2 separate regions of the Sus scrofa genome follow, and region 2 is linked to region 1. A link is a contact called in public Hi-C data. All regions are on one chromosome and are shown on one strand. Each heading gives the region's core, a stretch centred on a gene start, on an enhancer-like site or on the middle of the called end of the contact. The rest is flanking DNA. Distances are from core to core; before and after follow the strand shown.

The links. Hi-C and Micro-C count contacts between places; a contact is called where the count stands out from the background.
Region 2: a contact with region 1 is called in a Hi-C map of embryonic fibroblasts, with 5 times the contacts expected there. The contact joins two enhancer-like sites. A contact is called at or near these places in 3 of 5 promoter capture datasets (fetal skeletal muscle, liver and skeletal muscle), 27 of 47 Hi-C or Micro-C datasets (adipocytes, adipose tissue, blood and 16 more) and 2 of 2 datasets of contacts at active chromatin or transcription factors (alveolar macrophages and skeletal muscle).

What each region holds. Positions count from the first base shown.
Region 1 is chr14:16,736,440-16,740,382 of Sscrofa11.1, forward strand. GALNT7 (N-acetylgalactosaminyltransferase 7) reads right to left here. Exons shown (of 12, transcript XM_021072438.1): 4 at 2,975-3,105; 5 at 2,641-2,720; 6 at 386-568. Among named protein-coding and RNA genes, the nearest start is that of HMGB2, 28 kb to the left of the region's middle. Within about 2 kb of position 2,047, at least 10 of the 83 cell types and tissues checked have an H3K27ac peak or open chromatin away from gene starts, as enhancers often do. A contact at or near this core is called in embryonic fibroblasts, where this site is marked.
Region 2 is chr14:16,956,916-16,960,858 of Sscrofa11.1, forward strand. The region is part of intron 10 of GALNTL6 (polypeptide N-acetylgalactosaminyltransferase-like 6); the gene reads right to left. LOC110256613 (a long non-coding RNA gene) reads left to right here. Exons shown (of 5, transcript XR_002338371.1): 3 at 2,142-2,513. Among named protein-coding and RNA genes, the nearest start is that of GALNT7, 120 kb to the left of the region's middle. Within about 2 kb of position 1,921, at least 18 of the 83 cell types and tissues checked have an H3K27ac peak or open chromatin away from gene starts, as enhancers often do. A contact at or near this core is called in embryonic fibroblasts, where this site is marked.

The DNA.
Region 1 (3,943 bases), core at 797-3,296:
GGTTAATAGGTTAGTGCCAGCTGGAGAAAAGAAAAACAGGTAAGTGATTTAGTGATTACCGATACGGTTCAGTTTTTGTCTTTCTCATTCTCTTCTCTCGAGGGGTCAGAGGCACCCGTTTCCAGAGCATGCTCCAATCCCACGCGCCTCGGGCATACCCATCTTCATCACCACCCCCTTGGGGTACAATTTCATACGTGTTGCCATTTATGACATCTATAATCGGCACAGTGCAAATGGTTCTGTGTTGTGTTGATGATGGCAGCAAAGATGAAATGGAAGGACACGTACGGACCCACATGTTTATATGAATACATGGGGAAGGAAAAAAAAGAAGGCACTTAGATCAACATTTCACATAAGAAGAGGAAGCAGTAATCTTTACCGATAAGGCTCAGTTTTATGTTTTCTCTTGGCCTTTTCCTTGTGGCTTAGGGGAATACGTTTCCACAGTAAACTCCAGTCCCAGGCCCCTCTGGCAAAGCCATCTTCGTCCCCACCTTGCTGTGGCTCAATGGAAAAATCATTCCCATCTATGTAATCTATTAGAGGCACAGTACATGTAGTTCTGAAACATTTACAGAAAATGAAAAAGCATTTAAGAAACCAAATCTGACTAGTTTAACAAGCCTAGCTGTATTATCTTTTTTCCCCCCATACCCAAGGCATGTGCAAGTTCCTGGGCCAGGGATTGAACCCGCTTCACAGCTGTAACCAGAGCCACAGCAGTGTCAATGCCAGATCCTTATCCCACTGAGCCACCAGGAAACTTGTGTGTTATCTCTTTTTACTGGGGGCAGGGTGGTGTCTACCCCTGCCCCACCCCCCACCAGAGACTTTAATACCTAATGGGAAATAGAAGTGAATAAATGCATTGAAGAGTCAAGGAGGCTGGTTTCATAAAGGAAGGAGAGAGGAGATGTTCCTTGGCTTCTGGGCAAATGTCAGGGATAAAGAGCCATATTTTTAAATTTAACAGTGTTTCCTCACTTTCACTTTGGTCCTACAGGCAATGTTCTCTTGGTAACCTTGCATTATCTACCAGATTTCCTTGCCTGTTATTTTCCCTCCTGACCCCTACATTAAAAATGACTGTGTGTGTATGCGTGTAGAAAGATAATGCCTGCTACACTTTCAGTAGTGTTCCCAAGTCTTCGCTGCTTTCTGCTTCTTTGAGAACAGTTATTACGAAACTGTTTCTGTACATTTACTTGATCTTCTTTTCCTGCTTTTTATTGCAAAAAAAGCCAGCTTTTCTTTTACTTAAAAAAAAAAAAAAAGCTTACATTGCCAAAAAAAAAGTACTGTACTGTATTCCTGCTTTTTAAAAAAACAAGAAAAAAATCCCTCAAAATCTGCTAAAAAACTTAAATAGTGGCCTGAGAATTTGGAGCAAACAATTACCTTTTCTTTGAGCTTTATGAAAATGCTGGCACTATATGACTAACTAGGTGTACAGCCAACTCTACAAAGATAATTGGTGCCCTGCTAGTCTCAATGCTCCTTTTATCAGAAAGGATTTCAAAATGTATTTCCTAAAATGGAGATTATAGGTTTTCATGGCCATGTTAAGCTGCTTTTTAGATGTTTAGAAACCAAGGGCAAAGTCTATGGGGCTTCAGATTTTGACAGAGGGAAGGTGTTGTGGATTCCCACCGGCCAGGGGAAGGTCCCTGTGGGACGCTGTCCCCTCACTGCCCCCAGGACTGCCAGTCTGCAGCAGGAGAGGTGAAGATAAAGGCTGTTTATCTTTCTCACTTCTCATGACTCTCAGATTTCTAAGTATGCAGTGGAACGTGTCCCAGAGATCTCAGTTGGACAATTTATTAGTTGTCTGACTTGGAACAAATCAATTAATTTCTCTAAGCCTCAGCAAACTCTTCAAGACAATGGAGCTAATGATATGTATCTTACAGGGTTGCTGTGAGCATTAACTCAAAGAGCACATGAAAATCATTCATGATAAATCCTCTGATGATTAAACCCTCCAGAGTTCTTCCTCTGACTCATGCCATTGCCATGGGGATTTGCCTTATTTTTTTCTAGATTCTGAAATAGTCAGAATTCTGGGCTGATGACAAGGAAGGCTTTGGGAACCAGGAGACCAGTGCTGCTGTCCACTGTTTCAGACCTTGTGTAAATGGAATGGCGATCAACCCATTTCCTTAGCACAGGTATCCACTTACTTTAAAGGTCCTAGGGGAACTTGGGGCCTTGACACAAATAACAAACAGCTGGTCCTTACCATGTAAAATAACAATTTCAAAGGGCATAAAAAAACAATAGGCATAATTTCAAAGTATGTTCCTTCAAGTCTTTCGAATGTTACCGAAGTGGAGGGAACAATTACTATTATTCTTAGAGAAAGCTTCTGGAGCTAGAGGAAGTCTCTTCAGTAACCCAACCACAAGATGATTCTGAGGGAGATGCCCTAGGCTCAGATGCCTAACTGCCTGCATCCAAATCAGCCCCAAGGATAGGTCCAGCTCCACCCAGGGAAACAACTAGTGAAAGATAACACTCAAAACACAACATGATACCCTGAATGGAACTGAAATCAGAAGAATGAGAATATTATTTGTCCTTCTAGGAAGAGGTTTACTTTTCAACTAGGAAAGAAAGAAAGCAAGAGCATGTTACCTGTCCTTAGATATAGGAGCTACAAGTGGTGCATACCAGTTAACTGCCACCTCGCAGTGGGCGTCGAGGTATATCAAAACCTTCAAAAAGAGAGGCAGGGTGAAAAAACACTCCTCGTATATGGCACATCATCTATCACATACAAGTTAAAATTGGATGCTAATACAAACTCTTTGTTAGAGTCAACTGTGACACGTAAGTTTTCTGTTTAAGCCAACATTTTCATTTCAGTTAAAAAAATTAAAAACTCAAGGTGTATTTAAAAATGTATATGATCTTTTAGTCACTAAATCCAAAATGTTGATATCTATTATAGGTATCAAATGTTTCCTACCTGTCCCAGTTTGGCCTTCTGGGCACCGATACTTCGTGCCTGAATTAAACCTTCTCTTCTCTCATTTCGAAATACCTTCACTAGGCCATTCCACAGCTTAATATACTCATCCAGTTTTTCTTTTAAATGTTCTATGAATGAAAAATTCATTCACCATTACAAATTATATTTACGTCTATAAACCAGTTAAACAATTATTTTTCTCAAGAAAAAAGGCTCGGCAACAACAGGTACTTTGGGCAGTCAATAATTTTACATAGATCAGACTGAATGTTTACTCCAGGAAAGTAAGGTAAAATGTATTATTCAAGTTAAATGCTGAGCTTAATATGCCTCTGGAGAACTAGATAGCCTGAGAATTAACAAACATCTCTCTAAACATTAAATAAATGATGACTATGCCAACTAACACAAAAACTGAAAAAAAAAAAATCACATGTTAAAACATCATATCTAGAAGCTTTCAGGCACAATAGTTTGTATGCTTTTGGCAGAAGCAATGGTTCAGGATTTCTAAAGATGCATCGCCTGTAAATAACATTACATGACTGCACCACCATCACACAGGGCGTAGGGTATTAACATTTGTTTCTGATCCATCCTTTCCCTACAATCAGTGTTGAAAGGTGTAGTCTTGGTGTGGTGATGAATATAGTTCCCATCAAGTTGGCAAACAACAATAAAAGATCCCATTTTCTCTGTATTTTAAGCATCAGTAAGTGTGTGTGTATATATGTGTGTGTGTGTGTGTGTAAGTGTCTATGTACATATTTATAAATATTCAGGACTGAAACTTACGTAATAAATATGTATTATATATATATAGTTATATGTATGCATATATTGCAATTTGGGACAGAAAAGTTTGTGTTACAAAAACAAGATACATTTGCCAAAGTTTCCATCTTGGCTTCCCAGTTACAAGAGAACAGTTTTTGTTTGTATCACTGTAAGCCCATGAAATTGGCT
Region 2 (3,943 bases), core at 671-3,170, 220 kb after region 1:
ACACCACAGCTCACAGCAATCCTTAACCCACTGAGCGAGGCCAGGGATAAAACCTGCAACTTCATGGTTCCTAGTCGGATTCATTTCTGCTGCGCCATGACGGGAATTCCTAATCATTTTTTTTGAGCTTTCAATTTCAATGATTTCTAGGCTCAGTTACCTATTATTAGAATAAGAATTTCCTGCCCTATTAACACTGTCATTGATTACATCATTATGTTATTTAAAATCACAATTCCTAGGTACTATAAACAGTGCAACCACTGCAGGAACTGGTGGGTTTTTTTTTTTTCCCCCTAAAGTTTTTTGAAGTATAGTTGATTTACAATGTTGTGATAATTTCTGCTGTGCAACAAAGTGACTCAGTCATAAATATACACACATCCATTCTTTTTCAGATTCTTTCCCCACGCAGAATAGTGGGTAGAATTCTCCGTGCTATTCAGCAGGTCCCCATTGGCCAATCATTCTATATACCTCAGTGTGCACACGCCAATCCCACACCCCCAGCCCATCCTCCCCCTGCCACCTGTCCCCTTTGGTAACTGTAAGTTTTTCAAAGTCTGTGGGTCTGTTTCTGTTCTGCAAATAAGTTCATTTTCATTTTGTATCCTTTTTAAAGATTCCACATATAGGTGATATCATATGATGTTTGTCTTTCACTAACTTCACTTTGTATGAAGGAGCCAGTGGTTTTGACTGGTTTATCCATTTTTCAGTCTGTCTTTCTTCCTCTTTTTGGTTTTTATATACACAGAAGCCGGAGCTGAAAGGCACTGCAGTCAGGACCTTTATTATTATGTCTCTCATTATCCTGGTGGGGACCCTGGGCCTGCAGAAAAGCAAGGGTTTGTCATCACCACACTGCAAGCACCCAGGCTTGTGTGTGCTTTCATAGACAGTCTTTTCTCACTTTTTACTCTCTTTCACTTTACTTTTCTGACTTTTTATTAAATAGACCAGTTAAGACCAAAAGAATAACTGTGTTAAAGCAAGTGGCCACATTCTTGTCTTGCCTGATGCATTCGTTCCCCTGTCACAGGTGTATCTTGGGCACCCCCTGTGACTTTCAGTTCATGTTTCCAGGTCTGTGGTCATCCTCAGGTGTGTAGATAAATTGTTAGCCTGCAGGCTTCACAGTGCCTTATGAATCATTGTTATTATCACCTGGTGGTTTGTGCCTGCATCCCAGGTGACAAGTGTTTGGATTTTATCAACTGCTTTATTCTTCTGCACCTGTCATTAGCTAAGATTTTTTTCTCTTTCCCTTCTTTAAAATGCTCTCTCCTGCCACATAGCTGAGTCTAATGATCACGTGGAACCAAACAGGCTCTAGCCTTTAGTTCCTCAGGCCCATGTTCCCTCGGGCAATTGTGTCAAAGCAGAAACAAGTTGACCTTATGCAAGCTTTTCATGGTTTGCCTTCCATCCTTTGGCTGCTCCTTGCCCATGAGAAGTGTGTGCATTTTACTCAGGTTTCTGGCATAATACCTCTTGATTTTTTTTTTTTTTCTTCTCAATCTCACATTCCTCAATTTTGGAGTAAATCGATGTTCGTTTCTCCATTTTCTCCTCTGAATAGTTTGAAACACAGATTCGGGATGATCCGTAAGTCATACTTCTTGGCGTTCGTGTTGGCGTAGTGGGTGTAACGTTGCCTGAGTTCTTACTGTTTTGCATGAACGTGCACTCAAGCTTCAGTGCAGTGTGTACGCTATCTTAATCTTCCTAGGGGACTTGAGAAGACGGAAACTGTTTTGCTCTCTGAGGGTAGTTAGATTTTCTTTCATTGACATGTGGTTGGCGGAGGTCCGAGACACTGCGTGTTCCCGCTGGTGGTTTTTACTGTCAGCAGCCTGGTACTGAGGCTGCACCGCCTCCGGGGAGCGTCATGTACCAGGGGCCCTGCCCCACCTCCCCCTCTGCACATCTGTTCCTGCTCTGGAAAGGGCAGCACCGCCCACGTCCTCAGCAGGATGGATGCGCTGTTGCAGAGCTTCCTCCGCCAGGAGGTCATGGCCGAACCGGCCCGAGGGCTCCCCCTCGCCCACCTCTACCTTGGACTCTTCAGGGCAGATGGGGAGCATCCTTCCAGACCGCTCAGGTTTATGAAGAAGGTCTTTTTTTCTTGCCCTTTTTAGGTCGCTGAAGGAAACTGAAAGCCAGTCCGTGGCGCTGCAGCTAGCTGGATGGAGAACCCCACGCTCCCTTCCGGCAGGAAAGCCTTAGTCACCCCCCCATTTCCCACCCCCCCGCCCGCCACAAAATGCCACAAAAGGCGTTTTCTTACCCAAATGCTTTTAAAGATTCTTTACTCCCATGGACCTACTTTGTTCATTCATTTGTTTCTTACTTTTGTCATTAAAAAAGACCATTTCAACTCTAATAAGGGCCCCTTTTGTGTTCTTTGAGTGCTTTTGAATCAAAGAGAATACCTGTAATTTTCCTGTCGTGATCTATTTTTCTCCTCCAGGAACTTTAATCTAAATGGAGAAGAAAGAGCCCTAATTCTTGTAAGTCACTGAGTAATATACTGAATAAGCATACTGTTAATTACTGAAAAACAGAGCAGCATGTGATGTTTTAACCTCCAAGTCAATATACTGTGGTACGCATGTCAAATATGATTGACTTTTCAACTCCTGTCAACCCTGTTTGATCTCCCTCTTTTCAGTCTAGACTGGAAATCTTTTCAAAGAGAAAAGATCTTTTGTGCAGCTTCTAAATTGTCGGCTTGTCTAGTGCTGACCTCTGGTGACTATTTCTTGAATTACAGGACATAGATTTTATTGCAATTTTGCCTGAGGGTGGGAGGGGGGAGGCGGGGGAATGTACCTGCAATTTTTTTTTTTTTTTTTTGTCTTTTTGTCTTTTTTTGCCATTTCTTGGGCCGCTCCTACGGCATATGGAGGTTCCCAGGCTAGGGGTCCAATCGGAGCTGTAGCCACCGGCCTACGCAACAACCACAACAACGCGGGATCTGAGCCGCGTCTGCGACCTACACCACAGCTCACGGCAGCCAGCGACGGATCCTTAACCCGCTGAGCAAGGCCAGGGATTGAGCCCGCAACTTCATGGTTCCTAGTCAGATTCGTTAACCACTGAGCCACGACGGGAATGTACCTGCAATTTTTAAAGTATATGTAGTATAGCTGGCCTTATTTATATTTATTTTCAGCTGTCAATTTAAGCCTACAGTCCAAAGAATATTCCATTCTAGCACATTCTGGGGGGTAGAGGTGTTAAACCTGACTCACATTCAGGTGTGCACCCTTGGCACCTATCAGCTGGCCAGGTGTGTCCCTTGGCTAGGCTGAATAGAGGTGGGGGAGAGAAAATGATCTCAGCAGTTACCAATTTTCCTCATGGCTTTCTCCTTTTTCTTTTTTATTTATTTTTTCTTTTTTTAGGGCTGCATCTGCAGCATATGGGAGTTCCCAAGTCAAAAATTGAGATACTTCCCTTTCTCTCACATTTACTTTACAAAATCACCATAACCTGGTTATTTAATTGCTAGTCATACCTCAAGTCTATTTAAATCTCTCCTTTAGTAGCTCTAGAATGCTAGTCTAAGGTACCAACTTCTATGTTCTAGACTTTTACAATAGATGACTAACTGTTCATATGCTTTCAAAATCCCTCCTATTTTTTTTTTTTTTTTCTTTTTTACAGCCATACCTGCAGCATATAGAAGTTCCCAGGCTAGGAGTCAAATCAGAGTTGCAGCTGCTGGCCTACACCACAGACACAGCAACGCAGGATTTGAGTAGAATCTGAGACCTACCTGTAGGACCTTAACCCACTGAGTGAGCCCAGGGATCGAACCCGCATCCTCAGGGACACTATAGCAGGTTCTTAACCTGCTGGGCCACAACGGGAATTCCTTTTCCACTGCAGGTGCCAGTCTTATTGCTAGGTCTCTGAAGCCTCCTTTCTTGCTCCC